2 separate regions of the Sus scrofa genome follow, and region 2 is linked to region 1. The links are chromatin contacts, called in public Hi-C maps. All regions are on one chromosome and are shown on one strand. Each heading gives the region's core, a stretch centred on a gene start, on an enhancer-like site or on the middle of the called end of the contact. The rest is flanking DNA. Distances are from core to core; before and after follow the strand shown.

Region 1 (2,700 bases), core at 161-2,660:
TCATTCACAGTCTTGTGAGAGGATGAACCCCTATCCCTCTCTTTAAGAGATGGATCGCCCAAGTTATTTGAAGAGCTGTGCAAATGTTCAAAGAATAACATCTGTGAAGAAGGTACATCATACAAAAGATCAGCTTCAGGTTCAGTAGCGACATCTTCATGCCCACTCTGGTTCTTTGTGTGCTCCTCTGTTTTTACTCCAGTGAAGTCGCCTACAGTGTTACTGCTGAGGATGCTGTGTTTAATGCTTTCTGAACAAAGATCTTCAGGGGCATGATCTGTAGCATGCTCCTCTTGTTCTGGAATTTGCATATATTTTTGTTCCAGGTCATCAACTTGAGCTAAAAAAGAGTTTTCAGCAAAACTATCATAGTCACCAAACATGTCCTCTTCACTGTCAATATTCTGGAAAGAAAACAAAAGATCTGTGGTCAATTCTAGCTTCATGAATAGGTTTCCGGAGGAGTTCCCATCGTGGCTCAGTGGTTAACGAATCCGATTAGGAACCATGAGGTTGCGGTTTTGATCCCTGGCCTTGCTCAGTGGGTTAAGGATCCAGCATTGCCGTGAGCTGTGGTGTAGGTAAGCAGACTCGGCTCGGATCCCGCGTTGCTGTGGCTCTGGCATAAGCCTGTGGCTACAGCTCCGATTTGACCTCTAGCTCTGATTTGAACCTCCATATGCCGTGGGAGCGGCCAGAGAAATAGTAAAAAGACAAAGAAAAAAAAAAAAAAAAAAGGTTTCGGGAGTTCCTGATATGGCGCAGATGGGTTACCAATCCGACTGCAGCACTCTGGGTGCTGCGGAGGCATGGGTTCCATCCCCAGCCAGGACCACTGGGTTAAAGGATCTGACATTGTCACAACTGCGGCTTTGATTCAGTCCCTGGCCCAGGAACTTCCATATGCCGTGCGTGCAACCATTAAAAAAAAAAAAAGAATAAAAATTTCAGCCAAGGGCTCTCTCAGATACATCGTTACATGGTTATATATGTATCACAGACCAAAATGTAAATCATCCTCTTAAATAGAAACTATCATTCCCATTTTACAAATGAAGAAACGGGGGCGGAGAAAGGTTAAGTGGCATAAACTTGAAAGGCTAGGTTTGCATTTCAGTCATGCCACATGCATTTCAGCATGCCACACTTGCTGTGCGTACAACTTGTATGTCTTGAGGTCTATGTTTTATTTACATGTATATATAAAAAACGGGCCAACAGTGCAATACCTCACAAGTGAGATTAACATCGATAACAAAAACGAGGTGAGCACCTGAACGCTGGCAGATAATTGGGCAGCTGGCGTTTGCACCTGGGAATGGATCTGCCAATTTTTGTTTCAAGATCCACGCCCCCTGCAGCTGGTCGCCTACTCTTCCATTGAGCATGCGCACTGGGAGACCTGGTGTCTCCTCATCCCAAGGGTGGGAAATGGAACAAGAAACTCAGAGGAATTTGAGGGGTGATGGGGCTGTACCTCGACTGGCTGCACGTCCACGGTTTTCCGCCGCCGGCTCCCAGCCACCATTTCCTCCTCTTCCTTCTCATCACCGGGCTTAAGCTCGGCTGCGGTGGGGGCGGCCAAAACGCTCTCTGTGCTAAATCGGTTCCTTTTGCGGACAGACACCCGCCGGCGGATACGGGAACCGCCATCATCCATGGCAGGGGCTGAGGGCCCTCCCCGAACGTCGTCTCCAGTGACCCAGCCGCCAAACCCCAGTAGAAGGGTGAGTGCAGCAACAGGGGAAAGGTAGCAGCAGGTGGAAACGGGGCTCGCGTCTCCATCCACCTTTGGGAAAGACCACCAACCAATTATCGGGGCTCTGGAACCGGAAGCGGAGGCACAAGCATAAGAGCCCGCCCTCTCCTTGTCCAATCGTTAACGTCCCCAGCGGGCGGCGCGGAGTCCGGGTGGGAGTGGAGAACGGGAAGATGCTGCGCAGGCGCATCGAAAACTTCAGCTGCTCTTGGTTCTCCGCGTTCGCCTGCGGAACCTTTGAACCGAGTGCTCGGACCCACAGGGGAAGCACACCGGAAGGGGCTGGTCCGGCGCTTTGGAAAACGGAAGAGGAGGGGCAAGGGGCCATGGCGGCTGTGGTGTCTCTTTGCAGCCGGTTGGGGAGGAGAAAGTCGACAGACTTCGTGAATGCTGCTGTCTGCCTTACGGATCCCGGGACTCATGCAGGTAAAGTCTCCACATCCTAGGCTCCTTTGTAGACTTGCAGCCGTTGGCTTAGCCCTGCTTGGGTCGGTGGAGATGACACCGTTCGCTAATGGACGCCGGTGTCTAGGCCTTAGGTTTCTCCAAGGTAAGTGGGAATCTGTCATGGCCTGTCACTAGTTTTTTAAGACTGAAGAGGACGTCCAGTACAACAGTGATGGGGGGGTTCTCAAAAGGAGGCAGGGACATGCTTACGATCTTCGGGTAGAACTTGATAGGAAGCATCTTCACAGTAACCCCGCAGCAAATTCGATATCCGAGGTCCCAAATCAGGGCGAAATTGTGACATGGGCCCTGGAATCTACCATTTATGCACTTTAATCTACTTTGTGCTTCTCTGCCAAAACCTACTCTCTGTAAGGAGTCTGTTTTCATTTTTCCTTTGCATTAAAATCTGTCTCTACTCCATGAGAGAGAGGAAATAAATTTCAGGAAGAGAACAGGTAAGAGATTGTATGGTGGGGATACATACGCCCTTT
Region 2 (2,700 bases), core at 33-2,532, 220 kb before region 1:
GGAACCCTTGCCAATCTGGCTCCCATTTTAAACATCCGCATTTCACCCATCAGTCTCAGTTGCAGCTAACCGTACCCCCCTGGCCCCTCACTCTTAAGAAGGACAGCCCAGGAGTTCCCATCATGGCGCAGTGGAAACGAATCCGACTAGGAACCATGAGGTTGCAGGTTCGATCCCTGGCCTCGCTCAGTGGGTTAGGGATCTGGCCTTGCCGTGAGCTGGGGTGTAGGCTGTGGACACGGCTCAGATCTGATGTGGCTGTGGCTGTGGTATAGGCTGGCAGCTGTAGCTAAGATTTGACCCCTAGCCTGGGAACCTCCATATGCTGCGGGTGCAGCCCTAAAAAAAAAAAGAAAAAAAAGAAAGATAGCCCATTATCTTGTTAACAAATAGCATTAGTGTACTACATTGATTGTATTAATATTAACCGATATTATTAGTATTAATCAATCCAGGTATGAAATATATACTTAGATTTTCCTCTTCTTTCTAGTGATTTTCAACATTAAATTTTAACTTTTTTGCTTTGATCGAAGCATTTCCATTCCATCACTTCTCATCTCAAAAGCAAACAAAGGTGAGACGGGAAGGGTGACTTTCTTCATACACATAAATAAAGCACCAGGATTTAATTTTGAAGCGTGCTCGTTTGTTTTTCTTACTTTCATACGAAAATTCAAGGCTTCTCATGATTCATCAGCTAAACCTACAAAATCCTGTCTTCTGCTTCTAACAGAGAAAAAACAAAGCAAAACAGTTTCCACAGCCAAAGAAATGAGACCAGCACAAGTTCACATGTTTATGTATGATGTAAAGATCAAAATCGCTGCTCAAACTAGTCAACACGGTACCTAATGTGAGTTTGCTGCTGAAAGCAGCAGTCGGATCCCAGACTATCCTACGCTCCTTTGAAGAGCGTGGCACTCCTATCTGCCTGGCACTTGCTGAATTTGACGGCATTCAGTAAGTTTTAAGCAGTTAGATAACAAGTGCTGGTCTTTCAGCTGACCCTCAAAATACAGCAGATGAGAAATAAAAACAAGGAAATTAAATACTTGTATAGAAAACTTTCTTTCAGGGCTAAGATCAGTTTTTAAGGAAGTGCTTCATTTCAGTGTACTTACAGTTAAGAAAGAGGTTCTGGGCAGGCTGTGTCTTGTGGCTCGAGAGAGATTCTCACTAGAAGTGCAAGATGCTGGAGAGAGAGAAGCCAGCATACTTTCATCGCAGCCTGTAATGCAAAGGACAGATTCAGAGGTTTTTATTGGCCAGTGCAATCCAGGCAAAGAGTTTGCAAGATAGTTTCGTTTTATCTTGAAAACGAAAGTAGTTCTTGCCAAAAAGTTCTGTATTCCTTCCCTACCGGGCCGAGTACACTCATGTGTCTTTTTAGGGGGAAATTTTTTTTGACTCGTTAGAAAATCTGATTGGTTTTACACGCCAGGCAGAGCTTTTACCAATTTTTAAAATTCCCTTTTTCTCTGTAATACTGTCAATACCTATGATTTAGTGTGTATTTATTGCCTTTTTAACATTGGGGAGCGTGCTGGCGGGGTAGAGGAGAAAACAGGTTGTCTGGAATTCCGTACTAATCAGAGGCTCTTTCTCCTGCTGTCTCTTCGGCCTCCTTTGCATACTCTCCCTGGCACTGATTAAACGCCTGCTGTGTGTGCGGCCCTGCACTAAATGCTGCGCGTGGATTAATTTATTGAGTTGTCCTCACTGTTCCAAGGGGCCGAGGTGATGACCACCAGCTAACTGGCAAGAAGACTGAGGCACAACAGCGGTAGGTGGCTCGAAGGTGGCAGCTGGGAAGTGGCGGAGATGGGACTTGAATCCGTGTATGCTCGGATTGAACTCACGTCCTCAGGGATACTCGTCGGGTTCGTTCCTGCGGAGCCACAACGGGAGATCCTCATGTCAGTTCTTGAACGGGTATCGCCTTAGCCTGCGGATTTCTTTTTCTTTCTAAAAAAAAGTGAGTGGAGTTCCCGTCATGGCGCAGTGGTTAACGAATCCGACTAGGAACCAGGAGGTTGCGGGTTCGGTCCCTGCCCTTGCTCAGTGGGTTAACGATCCGGCGTTGCCGTGAGCTGTGGTGTAGGTTGCAGACGCGGCTCGGATCCTGCGTTGCTGTGGCTCTGGTGTGGGCCGGTGGCTACAGCTCCGATTGGACCCCTAGCCTGGGAACCTCCATATGCCGATGATGTGGCCCTAAAAAGACTAAATAAATAAATAAAAATGAAAATAAAAAATAAAAAAATAAAATGAACATTTCAGATAACCAGAGTAAGATGATCCAAATCTGAAAATTAACCTTGGTGCAATAACATTAGCTGCAGTACAGACATTATTTGACTTTCAATAGTTTGTCTATTTTTTCTTCAAGGATCCAATCGAAGCTTCCACGTCGCATTTAATGGTCATTTCTCTCCTCAGCCTCCTCTGGTTTGGAGAAGTACCTGAATTTTCCCTTGTTTTTCATGACTTTGACCTGTTGGAAGAGTACCTACAGGGAATCAGCTCTTCTCCGAGGGGCCCTGGTTCCCTTCGAGGCGGAATGGTGTTTAGACAAGATCTGGGGGGCAGGTGAGCTCACTGCTCTTGGGTTCACGTTGCTCCGAGGCTCCTTCAGTAAACAAGGGGTGTGTGCACATAGACCCGTACACACGAACCGTTATGTACACGTAAACACTGTGT

Evidence for each region. A called contact is a pair of places that touch in the nucleus more often than the background predicts.
Region 2: a contact with region 1 is called in a Hi-C map of embryonic fibroblasts, with 2.1 times the contacts expected there. The contact joins the promoter of PLAC8 here to the promoter of MRPS18C in region 1. A contact is called at or near these places in 2 of 47 Hi-C or Micro-C datasets (embryonic fibroblasts and fetal skeletal muscle) and 2 of 2 datasets of contacts at active chromatin or transcription factors (alveolar macrophages and skeletal muscle).

Annotation. Positions count from the first base shown.
Region 1 is chr8:135,025,429-135,028,128 of Sscrofa11.1, reverse strand. MRPS18C (28S ribosomal protein S18c, mitochondrial) reads left to right here and starts at 1,410. Exons shown (of 7, transcript XM_003129356.5): 1 at 1,410-1,727; 2 at 2,022-2,185. The coding sequence starts at 2,086. HELQ (helicase POLQ-like) reads right to left here and starts at 2,011. Exons shown (of 17, transcript XM_013989417.2): 1 at 1,478-2,011; 2 at 1-404. The coding sequence starts at 1,660.
Region 2 is chr8:135,249,343-135,252,042 of Sscrofa11.1, reverse strand. It overlaps PLAC8 (placenta-specific gene 8 protein), which reads right to left and starts at 1,282. Exons shown (of 5, transcript XM_003129352.4): 1 at 1,125-1,282.